2 separate regions of the Mus musculus genome follow, and region 1 is linked to region 2. The links are chromatin contacts, called in public Hi-C maps. All regions are on one chromosome and are shown on one strand. The core of a region is the stretch at or near the end of the contact, and the rest is flanking DNA. Distances in the headings are between cores, read along the strand shown. Region 1 overlaps Slc9a9 (solute carrier family 9 (sodium/hydrogen exchanger), member 9). Region 2 overlaps Gm31847 (a long non-coding RNA gene).

Region 1 (6,962 bases), core at 3,617-6,116, 560 kb after region 2:
GGCCGATGGAGGAAGTTAGGTGCTCCTTGTTTCCTGCACGATGTTGAAGGCAAACACACCATTTAAATATGTATTGCCTCATTTTCATCATACTTTCTGCTGATGTCAGCGTGCACTCCTTCCCCTCCCGCCCCCTCCAGCCTGCCTGCTCTGACCGTGCCTTTTGCTGACTCAGTCCCTCCCAGTTCAGCTTCCCCAGGCCAGTTGCTCCCTGGTGAGATCTTATGATAGGGAAGCTGTATACACAATTCATAGCTGAGCCTGCTAAGGATAAGGCAAACTCAAAACAGTTGCCAGGCTTTCAAAGAAACTGTGGGGCTGAGATTCCCCTGTGTCTGGAGTAATAGAAGCACAGTGTCATTGGCCTGAGGCATCAAGGTTGGCCAAGAGTAAGATCAACTCCAGACTCGAGAAAACGCAGTCACTCTTGATGGGAGACTGTGTTGGGTGCATAGGTCCTGAGGAATGTCACTTTGGAGAGATGGAAGAGTAGGTCCTTCTCTTGTCCAGCGGCTCTTTACTCTATTGTCCATCCTGTGGCAGTCTTAGAGTTGATTTGTCCTGTCACCCCAAAACCACAGACTGTGAGGCATGGCCGGCCACCACCCCATGAAGAGATCAGAAGCAGTCTGACCAGCATAAAGTTGGTTAAAAGGTGAGAAGTCTTGGCATCTGGGGTCAGGTGGAAGCAGCTGCTGCATTTGCCTCACAGGGTGGAACCTGAGAGTGAAGGGAGAGGCTACATTCGATTAGGGGAGGGCAAGAGGTATTATGTGTAGCCAGGCCATCCAGGTCTCCTTAGTAAAGAGTCATATAGGTGTGTGAGACCAAGAAACTTAAGCAAAAAACGGGAGCCTGTCCAGGCAACAGGTTTGGTACTACAATGATGATGTGGCACACCTGCTGCATGGCAGGAGATGAGAGACACATGTAGCAGCTGACTGGGTGACCTCAGTCTACCTCGGTGTGCAGAAGAGACACCGTGACTGAGAGGCCATTCCCTGAGCTCTATAGCTTGGTTCAAATGTTACTTTACATCTATATGACTTTAGGAATTCTAGGTAACCTCCTTAAGTCCAATCTTCCCATTTAAAAAAATCCAGATATTTCTCATTACAGTGCAGGGCCATCATGTTGCAAATAAGAAAACACGTGCAAAGGACTTAAAATAACATTTGGGCCTTTGTAGGAGCTCTCTGTGTTGACCTATTTATTCTTCTACCAAAGTCACTTTTGCTGTCAATAAACTAGTTAAGAGCTGTAGCTGGAGTCTAGACCATGTTGCTTACCAGGCATGTGACTTTGGGTAAATCCCATACCAGGGCTTTTGTTCACATCTATACAAACAAGGCATTTCACAATATTTAACTGCAAAGGTTGTTGGGAAGTATCTTATCTCTATATTTACAATTTGTCAGTGCATCATAATAATTAAGAATATGACAAATTATATTTCCATGATGTTATTTAGCTTTTAGACTTCCTTTACATGTAGCAACTCAGTTTTTTCCCCCCTGTGGTATGTTGAATAGATTTATTGCCTATAAAGGGAAACATTTAATTGTGGAAGGCTTACAGTTTCAGAGGTTTAGTCTATTATCATCATCATAACAGGAAGCATGGTAGCATGCAGGCAGATGTGGTGCTGGAGCCGAGAGTCCTATATCTTGATCCAAAGGCAGCTGAATGAGACTAGATTGCACACTGGGCAGAGCTCAGACATTTATGAAACCTCAAAGCCCCATCCCCACAGTGACATACCATGACAGTGGCAATTTACTGGAGGTGGAGCAACATACTGCAGGAGGAAAAACTGAGTTTCTACATGTAAAGGAAGTTCGAAAATAAAAAGATAACATCTTAGCCAGGTGTGGTGGCGCACGCCTTTAATCCTAGCACTCGGGAGGCAGAAGCAGGTGGATTTCTGAATTCGAGGCCAGCTTGATCTACAAAGTGAGTTCCAGGACAGCCAGGGCTATACAGAGAAACCCTGTCTCAAAAACAACAACAACAAAAATCTTGGAAACATAATTTGTCATATTTGCTAATTATTATGATGAACTGATATCTATCTATCTATCTATCTATCTAACCTCTTCTTTGCTGTTCTAGTTTGATTGTAATGTGTATAATTTTTATTATTTATTTGTGATACAAATTTTATTACATTTTTGCTAAAACTTCCTGATAATATCATAAAATGTCCATTTTGGATAGACTGAAAAATTTTGAAAGGAAAAAATCCAAATAATTCTACAATTATAAACCACCATGGAAATGTCTAGATATCTGGACTATATTACTATATGTATATTTATAGGGAGTTTAGGCAGACTCTAAAACTTTGCACCTTCCTATTTTTACTTAATTTTACACCTTTTCTCAGATATTTAAAAACTCCAGTGTAGTGGAAGAGACTTGTGTTTGATATTTGTGTTCCTTTTAAACTGTCACTCATATGAGGGACATTTTAGTGAAGAGCATCTCTTTAAAACTTTCCCTACATTCTGAAGCACTAAGTGGGCCATCTTTCTGATAGCAGGCATAAAATATTTATTGAAATAAATGCCTCCTGTATCTTTGGAAAAGCATTAGGCAGTAGCCACAAAGCCAACAGTAATCATTGGGGGAAAGGATGAACTACTTAAAACCAGGTCCTTCCCTGGGACAATTGCAGAAAGAAAATGAGTGAGTACCTATTTCATATCAATAACATACATATTTCATATGAATCAAAGTACTAATTGTACAATAAAAATACAAAAACGGTGAAATTGAGGAGAAAATATAGTTGCAATATGGAAAAAATAAAACAATCACTATAACTCAAATAATATAAAAAATGCACAAATTTCACATTATAGTTATGAGACTGTCAACAATGTTAAAAACACAAACCATTGAAGGGGATAATAGAACTAGAAGAATGTATTTGAAATATAAGATACAAAACAGAATTGTAACCTGATTCTGGGAATTAACAAGTCAATAAGGAAAACTAAACTGGATGACCAGGAATGTCCCGTAAAAGATATGATCAAAGGCCAGCAAGCAAAATAAATATACTTATTTCATTAGTAATAGGAAACAAAGCTAATGATGCGATGTTTAGTATCAATCAGATTGCCAACAAATTAGGAAATTATCAATACAAAGTGTTGGCTAGAATATAAGAAAATAATCTAAGAATCCCCTGTGTAAGTATAAGTGGGTGTGGCCATAGCAGCATCTGTAGAGATAGTCTGTGTCATTTACTGTTTAGCAGTCCACTTCTAGAAAGGCTTTTAAGACTGCACAAAGGCTTAAGCACAAGGATTTCTACCTCAGTATTTTGTGTTGGTGGAAGATAGAAATCAACCCAACTATCAGAGAACAAAATTCCCAGATCCTGATCCAGTCATCCAATAGGATGTTCCAAGACAGTTTCAACACTAGCCAAGATCCACATGCTCATTAATATGGATAATTGATGTCAAAATTGATTTCAAAAGTAGACACTGGGATTCAAATGGATCTTTACTGAATTCCTACAATGTAGACAATGCACGCTACTGATAATTGTTTACTAAAACATATTTCAAAATGAAAGAATGTGTCCGAGAAGGGGAGGACACTGACTGTCCTGTCTGACTTGCTTCCTGGTTGAGATGAAGATGGACTTCAACCAAACACACATCACTTACATTTTCCAGATGTAAGCTGGGTGGGTTACATGCCTGCCAGCACTTAGTAGTTTGACATAGGTGGATTGCTACAAATTTGAGATCAACCTGGCTTACATAGCAAATACCAAATTCCCCAGGACTGCATAGCCCTATCTAAAAGATCACCATCCCCATAAAAAGAATCCTGAAGAAGAATTAAGACCAGAAATAAAATAAAGAATGGTTGTAGCTTAGGATTTTCCAGCCCTGTGCTGCCCCCAAGTGATCAGGACTTGACATGTATGCCTTGGCTGCCCCAGGTTTTACACTCAATAAAAGCCTAAGACAGCCTTACAGAGTGTAGTACATGTGAAGGCAAGCTGCTCAGGCAGGAAGGGAAGCTGATCTAGGGTAGGAAGGGAAGCTGAACCCTGGCAGGAGATGAGCAGGCACAGGGTAAACTCCCACTCCCATTGCCTCCCATAAAATGATGTAGCTCCTCTAAAAATGCCTGCCTCTGACCGTTCTGTATGTAAAGCACCTCCTTACTCTGACAAGTGACCAATACATTTAAGATTTAAGGGCTCTGCATAAAAATCTGAAGAAACGTAAGAGTGTTTTCTGCATGAATAATCATCCCTTAGTGTGGCCAAGCCACAGTCGAGATGTCCCGATTGAAAGGCAGTCGTTATCACTGACGTGCTCCAATGCCTGGACCACTTAATTTTCTCCTGAAGCTCTGTCAATCTCTTAACTTTGCTTCACTCCCCTGTTCAGCCTCCATTTTTCTCCCTCTTTCCTGCTTGCCATCTTTGTCCCTTTATTTTCCTCCCCTTCACCCCTCCTTTATATCTAGTCCCTACTTGCCAGGTCCCTAAAGACACCCACTCCCAGGAGAGAGGGGCCTGGAGCCCACTGTGCCTGCTTTCTCAGCACATACTTCTTCTATAACCCCTGTCCCCACTTCTCCACTGAAGGCAAACGAAAAGGATCAGCAGTGCCTCCAAACCATGGCTGCTGCTCCAGGAACCAGCATCTGGGTAGGGTGGGGCAGGTTGGTCCCTTCCCAGCCCATCTCGGGAGATCTCGAGAGATCAGTCATAAGCAAAACACAGCTCATTTTGGAGGTTTGCATTCTTGTCCCTGTCTGAAGTGATTGAATTTCACATAGACGGTGACTAACTGGGAAAAATGTGTCCCAGATGTGGTGCTCAGAAATTATTCTGAGAACAAGGTTATGTACACAAAGCTCCAGCCTCCCTGTGCATCTGTCACTGATGCTGGCACCTGCATCCAGCAGCAGCAACGTTCTGTAATTCTTTATTGGGCTCTTCTGCAGCTGAGCTCTTTGTCTGCCTCTCAGTCATCTCTGTCTCTGTGTTTCTGTGTCTGTCTGTCTCTCCCTCTAGCTATCTTTCCTTCGGCCTGTATCTCTGTCTCTGTGTTTCAGTCAGTCTTTTTCTCTGACTGTCCCTCTATGTTTCCTTCTGTCTCTCTCTTCTCTGTCTCTGTCAGTCTCTGTCTGTCTCTGTTCATCTCTCCCTGTCTGTCTGTCTCTCTCTCATTCTGTCTCTGTATTTCTGTCAGTCTCTGTCTCTCTCTCTCTTACCGTCTCCTGTCCCCTACTAACCCCTATCCCAGCCTTGTCCTCTACCTGTTTCCTCCCTCTGTCTGTCAGTCTCTGTCTCTCTCTCTCTCTCACTGTCTCCCCCCACCCCCATAGCCCCCGCCTTAAGCCCCATCCCAGCCTTGTCCTCTACCCGTTTTTCCCATGACACTTACTCCCCAGAGACCCTGCTGCACGGATGATTCTGGAGTGTTTCTCCTTGGCTCTGACCTTTCCATCAAGTACACAACTCCAAGTGTTGCAGACAGCCGGGCTCAGTGAGCCAGGGCCCAGGAGGCCTGAGGGGTCCTGACCTTCCCACCCCCACCGAGTCAGCCGCTTCACAGCCACACTGGCTGTCACTCAACCAGGTGTAAAAACATAGGTCTCTTCTTTTTTTCTTTCATTTTTACCTCTCTATTTCAACCTTAAGCCCCACTAATCCTCTCTGCCATCTGCCCAGTTTATTTTAAGCAAATCCTTGTTGAGTGAAGTGCTGTCTGTCTCATTCTGTCAGAGCCACCTCCTTTAGCACCAACCGTCCCTTGAGCTGGCTTTAGTAACTGCAACCCGACAATGTTTTCCTTTTACACAGCTCAACTTCGATGTCTCTGCAAACTAATCTCAAGGGACTTACCTTTTTAAAAGGGGGGGGGGGTGATGGTGGGGAGAATAAAACACTGTATTATTTGAGTAAGTGAGACAGCCATATGACTCGGCATTTAAAAGATTCAAAGTATATGTTGGGCTGTTGATGCTTTTATTCAGTGACTTTTCTGTTGGCCTCGTTTTGCAGCTATAGAGAAGCAGATGGGAGTTCAGCAGTGTAGAGATGGAAAGCAAGGTGGGTAGGGAGGTTACAATGTAGGGACTAGGGGAGAAAGGGAAAAGAGAGGTTAGCAAAGATGTAGGAGCCACATGGAAGGAGTAGGTATCACTTCTACCTGGATTCAGCTGGAATTCAGACCTAGATCCCACCTGAAAACAGTTGACATGTCTGGACAAATAGGGATGGCATGTGTGAGTCCTTCGCAGTTTCAGTCTCATATGCCAGGCGTGCAGCTCTGCCCTTCATCCTTGGGAGCTGATGAATGGTTAAAAGCAACTTTATCCATTTATAGGCTGTTTCTTTAGCTTTCCCAATCGTCACTTCAAGTGTCAGCTGTGCAATATGTCACCATGTACTAACCAGGCCATGGTCTATCCCACCATCTTCTATTGCTCTGTGGGAGCCACATGCATACAAGCCTACTTGGAAAAAACAAATTCTCAGATTAGATCTGCCAAATCAAGTGTGTATAGACAATATTTGCACAGTCATTATCAAATTATACCACTTGGAGATCATCCAAATTTCTATTCCCAGTAGCCATTTGATGTTTGGTCCTGTTTATAAAAGTATCTTGACTTTCTTCATCTTCGAGTGAAGAGAGTTCAAAATCATTACCAGTGGATTTGAGAGTGTTTTACGTATGGGTCTCCAACCCCTGGTCCACAAGCATTTTCTTTCATTTAGATTCGGATCCATAGCAGTCAGAAATCTCCAAATTCATTACTCCTCTGAAGCCACTAGCTGGTAGACACAGAGTGCAAATGGGGAAATGAAATGAGACTCTGTCTGGGAAGCTGGAAACGAAGACCAAACTCACTCACTTGATTAGTGCCGTGGCATAGTCTCATTAAGTATTCTCAGTTTTCCCTTCCTCTTACTT
Region 2 (6,138 bases), core at 2,276-4,775:
CATTTTCCTCTCAATCTCTTTGTCCTTGTCTTGATTTCCTTTCTATCCACATGGTGCGACCATGGGTAAGAGTTATGATCTGGGGGAAGCATTCTCTAGCTCTGTGTAAGGCTTGAAGAAATCTATTCACCTGCTGCACTTAGAATGGTCAAGGGTCCTCATTAAGATCTGAACTACCTAACAGTGATGAGGCTTTGACTCTGGCCTTGGTCCTGGCCAGGAATACTCCATAGCTGTGTATCACCTTCATCCCTTTTGTGCTGCTTTCAATCTACCCCAGGTCCACCTTCAATGCCCTTGTCAACTCCATTTACTGTCTAACATTTTTAACTCCCGTTTCCCATTGTTTCTTATCACAATCTCACATTCAGAGGCACTGGGTATACTGTTGATACTCTTTGCCTGTGTCCCTCCTAATATTCAACCCATCAGATGGTACCTTATATTTCTAATTAACAGATAATACATTTAATTTGAATCCCAACAAAACTTAGTATGATTGTCTGTATATTTAGCGATTTTATAAGTGCTAATTAAGTTGAATTAAAACATGCAACATGAGTGGTTCAACAATGTTCATCAATAAGTAAAGACAAAATAAGATAAAAAATGACCTAGTATATTTGTTTTGGTAAGTTTAAATAGGCTCTGTCCTATCCTTTGGTAGAGTTTGATTTTGGTTTATTGTATGTATGTGTTTACTTACATATTTCTTTGCAGGCTTCAAAACCAAGTAGCTACAAGGATAAGAAGCCCCAGGAATGCAAACACTCCAAATAACATAATTACGTGTACATTGCCTTGAGTTAGGAGTGTTTCCATTCCTTAAGCAAGGTGACGTTCCATTGTGAAACAATAGCCTAGAGTTCATTTGGAAAGCACACTTTGGCAAAAGCAAGTCACAAAACTGCAGTAAGAAATGAATGCTATGTGAGCTCACATATGCAAGAGATGGTTTTATTATAATCCACAATGTTGTCTTTATGGAGAACAAGCTAGAAATGTTCCTTTAGCATATAGACTACTGCCTGGTAGAATCCCACATTACAGAAAGAAAAAATAAATAAAAGACTCTTTAAAAAAATTGAAGTGTTTAAATCAAAACTTTCTTTATATCCTATCCTCTTAGTGATTTTCTAGTGCTTTAAAAAAGACACCATGACCACAGCAGCTCTTAAAAGCATTTAATTAGGGGCTTGCTTACAATTTTAGAGCTTTGTTTTCTTATCATCTTGGTGGCCAGCATAGCAAAAGATATGGCAGGCATGGTTTTTGGAGGTATAGTAGAGTTACACCCTAACCCTCAGGGAGAAAGAGTGAAACTAGATCATATATGGGCAATTAAAACCTCAAAGCCCAGTCCTGGTGACACACTTCCTCCAATAAGGTTACACTTCTTAATCCTTTCAAACAGTTATACTCTTTGGTGACAGACCTTGAGCCTATGGGGCCATTCTCATTCAAACCACCACACCTACACAAAGGCAAATTTATCAGTCTTCATTTTATTTGGATGCTAATGTCCTGCTTGGTTTGGCCAATAGCTAGGGCCAGTATTTCTACCTCTCTGCAGACTAGGCAAGTGCCAGGACAGACTGACACTTTAAACATGTGTAGGTTGCCTCCTAATTTTCTCTGCTGACTACCTACTGTTGAAAATATTACTGTCTTACTGCCCAGGGCCTCTCAACTACAATCTAGACATAGCTTATAATCAAGTATCGCTAGCTCAGTGGGAATTGCTGCAATCTGAGTTTCAGGAAAACAATATTTCATCCCTAGAAAAACTCTTCCTTCTGACTGTATATGTAGGAGGCTCCCTATGACCTAGAAAACATTCTGTAGCTCCAAGGCATGCTTGAAGACTAAGAGAAAAACATTGAAATCCAGACATGGGACGTTAGAGAACACCCAAGTCCTGAATGACACTGTTTGGACTGAAGGTAAGAAACAGAACCAGTCAACTTTGAACTTCCTGTGAGATAATAAAGTCACATGGTTTAAGCCACTTCAATCTGTGTGTTCCTTTACATTATGACTAAAGCATTCTGATATAAATAGGATTTTGTTCTCATAGTATATAGCTGTGTATTTGGCATGCTGTGAAGAACTCTCACAGTCTAGGTGACTTAAAGTATACCTTTTTGAAGTTTAGAGGTTGGAAACTGGAGATCAGGAAACCTGGTCATGGTCAAGTTAATTTTGACACCCATCTTCCTAGTTTACAGGTTGCTATATCCTTTCATATTAGAGAACACAGATTTTTTGTCTTTTACTATTTTCATCAGGACATATATCCTATCCTCCCATCTATCCCTAGTCAGCACCATCACACTAACAATTGCAGTTTCAACTAAGGAATGTGAAGAGGGTATAAGTAGTCAGAGTGGGGGAGAATGTGGGGGACTTTTGGGATAACATTGGAAATGTAAATGAAATAAATACCTAATAAAAAGAAAAGAAAAAAAGTATTCAGACTGTAGTAGATCTTGCAATGAGAATAATTTGCCAAAGGTGTTTTCCTAAACCTGTAGCATTCAACATAATCACAGCAGGCTCAGATTTACAATTTTCAATTAACAGGAAGGTTTACTTAAAATAAAATGATGACTTAAGGGACACTTAGAATGAAACCACATGGCTGTCTTTATAAGCTTGGATACGTTCAAAGCTGAAGCTAAAGATAATCTTGTGCAGTTAGACATTAATATTTGGCTAATCCTGGGCCTCTCTAGTGAGTGCTTTGCACTTCACTGAATACTGTTAATAAATATTCCAGAGTAATGCATGTCAATAATGCTGACTGTGTAAAGGCCATATCCACTTTCTCCCAAATCAACAGAAAGACACTGAATTAAAAACCTGCCATTTATTTTATCACAGAAAATAGACACATTTATAATACTAAAGTGAAGTGATATGTGTCACCCAGTTTAAGATTGTTTGCTTTGAGGGCTTACCCAGTTGTATCGTATGCATAGACCTCTTATGTAGTCATTGCTCATGCATGATATTTAGACATTACTGTTCTCATCAGGAGAATATGAAAGCCTTCTGTGTTAACATCTTTATAATCTGGGGCAGAAGTCACTGACATACACCTGTACAAAGCATATAAAGTTGGGATTAAATCCCCCTTTCCCAGATCCATCCCTCCCTTCCAAAAAAGGCCAGGGCTCCTGGGGATATCAAACAAGTGTTGTAAATCCTGTTATAGTAAGATTAGGCACATCCCCTCATATTAAGGCTAAACAAGTCAATCCAGCAGTAAAAAAAAGATTCGTGGTTTTCTACGTGTGTACTTTAACTACTCACACACCGTTCTTCATCTACTTTGTATTTGTGGAAGAGTTGATTATGAGAGACTAGAAGAAAACTGGCTGATGCAAAGTGAATAGGCCAAGAGGACTCTCTGTTGAAAGATTGGTGGTGAAGAATTTTATCTCCTGCTTGAAATCAATCAGCTAGCATTCCTGTGACCTCACATGCCAGACATTTCAACTCAATCTGAATGAGGTCCAAACCACAAGCGAACTGGGGCAGGCATCCAATTCTAGAGGAGCTGAGTTTGGTTTAGTCTGATAAGGACATGCTCAATGTCATTTGGAATGTATGTCTGTGTTTTTTTTGCTGTTTCTTTACTCAGCTCTAACCTATATACACCCCAGTAGCCTCTGGACCACAACATCATCATTACTAACATGATCAGTAGAGAAAACACAGGCCTTTCTTTCATTCACTTCAGACAATATCTTCTTGTCAACCTAGGGATGGAGCTGAATAGAGTCCTTAGTACGCACAAGAACTAAACCTGGGTTCAACAACAAAAAATATCCAAAGGTCTCCTTACATTCTACTCCCTCTGTTCTGGTCCATGTCCACTTCTGAGCTAGAGACCAGAGCAGTGCAGCTCCAAAGAACATGGAGCCAGAAGCACTCACTTTTGCTCTGTGCTATGAATAAGAGAATATATTTGCTAAAATAAATTTACAATTATTGCTATCAAGAAGGTAAAAACAAATTCTAAGCAGCAAAGACAAACATGTTCATTACTATCTATATATTTGTATAAATCTACATTACACACTACTAACGTGTAATTATATGTTATACATATAATTTAAATAAAACTAAACTGACGTCTGATCTTTTAAAAAAAATTATTCGATTAATTTATTTTTATTTAAGCTTTCTTCTTCATATGACATACTCGGAGCATATAATTTTCCACTCCCTAATTCCTATCTGATCCTTCCTACCTTCCTACCTATCCAACTTTCAGTTTTTTCTCTATCTTGCAGAAAAAGAAGAAGAAACACACACAAAAAAACAAAACAAGCTAACAAAAAAAGAAAAAAGAAAACCAAACATAATCAAAACCTAAAGTGCACAAAATGCATGAAGTCCATTTTGATTTGGCTCATTACTCCTGGGCATGTGGCCCACACTGGAGAGTGATCAATATATCCAGTGACACTCTTTTAGCGAAAAATGATTTTGCACTTAACATAGATATCAATTGCAAATAGCTTCTTGATTAGAGGTTGGGTTTTGTGCTCATTTCCCCTTTCCATGCTGGGATTTTTTTTATTTTCTAATTTGACCTTGTGCTCATCGTGTGTGTGTTGTCCCAGTCTCAGTTAGTTCCTATGTGTATCAGTCCATCTGTGTATGGAAGCTGATGTTTCCTTGGAGTCATACACCACCTCTGGTCTTTCTACTCTCTTCTGCTTAGATCCCTAAGTCTTGAAGCATGATGTCATCCTTAGGGCTGAGTGCTCCAAAGTCCTATACTCTCTGCATAGTGTGGATCTGAAGTGGAAATTTCTGGTTTCTTTGCAAACTTATTTATGTCTCATGTTTTTCTGGAAGCTGTCTGTGAGAAAATGTTTTTCTGGAACAGACACGTAAGAGGATGCTTTGTTGAAGAAGACACATGAGAGGGTATTCGATGTTTTGCTGAAGTGGATTCACTTCATAGAGAGAAATGCACCAAAGAGCTTCTCATGGTATTCCAGCTACTTCTGGCTGCTTCCATTGACTGATACTGATTTGGTGACATCTTACAGTCTAGCTGCTGCTACTGATTTGTACGTGGTATTTGCTGTTGAACTAGACCACTGGTATCCTGACAATGAAGAGTAGAATTATCTCCAAAGAAGTACTTCTAAACAGGTTCACAATCCCCTTTTCCTACAAACTTTCTTTTCTCTCTACCTCTGATTAGGGGGCTAGTAGGGAGGTTGAGGTGTTCTAGTACCCTCAATAAATAAGGTTTAGAAACACCTAAGCCTACATGTGTCTCAGTGTTAATTACCATCCACTGAAAGCAGAGGCTTCTCTGATGAGGTCTGAGCTATTCCTATAGTAATGTGCCATTAGGAGTCACTATATTGCTATGTTTCTTTCATGGACTAATAGTAGTAGGTTCTCCCACAGGCTCACAGCCTATGGTGTCTTAGGTTCTTGGCCACTTCAGTGTGTCACCTATGATACTAGCTCATGGATTGTCCTTAAAGCCAATCAAAAAGTTGTGTGTTACTCCCTTAACATTTTTTTCCACCATTGCACTAGTATATCTTGCAGGTAGGTGATTGTTTGTAGCTGGGAGATATTAACAATTACCTTGCTCTTCTGAGAGTGTGAAAATCATCCTGTGGCAACATGAATACTAGTAAGTAGGAAAAGGGCTTCTAGTTAGGCACCAGCTTGATTTCTCCACGTTCTATCACATAAGTAAGTTGTGTCTCCAGCAATAGGGCCTCACCCGGAGGTTATTGATCATGCCTCATCTGATTTACCAATTAACAACCTTTGATAAGGTCCACTTTAACAGATTGCCAGAACTAAACAGAATAGTACATTTGAAGCTAGGACCGTCCCAGAAGTGTGGAGTACATGCTGTAATAATTATTAGTTGTTATCTATATTGTAGGTGTTAAATGAACCAATGCAATGAGAAGCAAAGATATAGCTAAGCATGGTGGCATGCATTTGAAATCCAAGTATTTAGGAGTCTGAGGCAGGAAAATTATGAGTTTGAGACCAGTCAGGGCTAAGTTTCAAGCAAACAAACCTCCTGAACTATAGTGGACCTCTGTCTTTCTGTGTCTCTGTGTCTCTGTGTCTCTCTCTCTG

What was found. Hi-C and Micro-C count contacts between places; a contact is called where the count stands out from the background.
Region 1: a contact with region 2 is called in a Hi-C map of adipose-derived mesenchymal stem cells, with 2.0 times the contacts expected there. The contact joins two enhancer-like sites. A contact is called at or near these places in 2 of 484 Hi-C or Micro-C datasets (adipose-derived mesenchymal stem cells and tail fibroblasts) and 1 of 115 datasets of contacts at active chromatin or transcription factors (large pre-B cells).

Annotation. Positions count from the first base shown.
Region 1 is chr9:94,696,730-94,703,691 of GRCm38.p6, forward strand. The region is part of intron 2 of Slc9a9 (solute carrier family 9 (sodium/hydrogen exchanger), member 9); the gene reads left to right. Among named protein-coding and RNA genes, the nearest start is that of Slc9a9, 30 kb to the left of the region's middle. Within about 2 kb of position 4,867, at least 56 of the 459 cell types and tissues checked have an H3K27ac peak or open chromatin away from gene starts, as enhancers often do. A contact at or near this core is called in adipose-derived mesenchymal stem cells, where this site is marked.
Region 2 is chr9:94,133,101-94,139,238 of GRCm38.p6, forward strand. The region is part of intron 2 of Gm31847 (a long non-coding RNA gene); the gene reads right to left. Among named protein-coding and RNA genes, the nearest start is that of Gm39403, 28 kb to the left of the region's middle. Within about 2 kb of position 3,526, at least 10 of the 459 cell types and tissues checked have an H3K27ac peak or open chromatin away from gene starts, as enhancers often do. A contact at or near this core is called in adipose-derived mesenchymal stem cells, where this site is marked.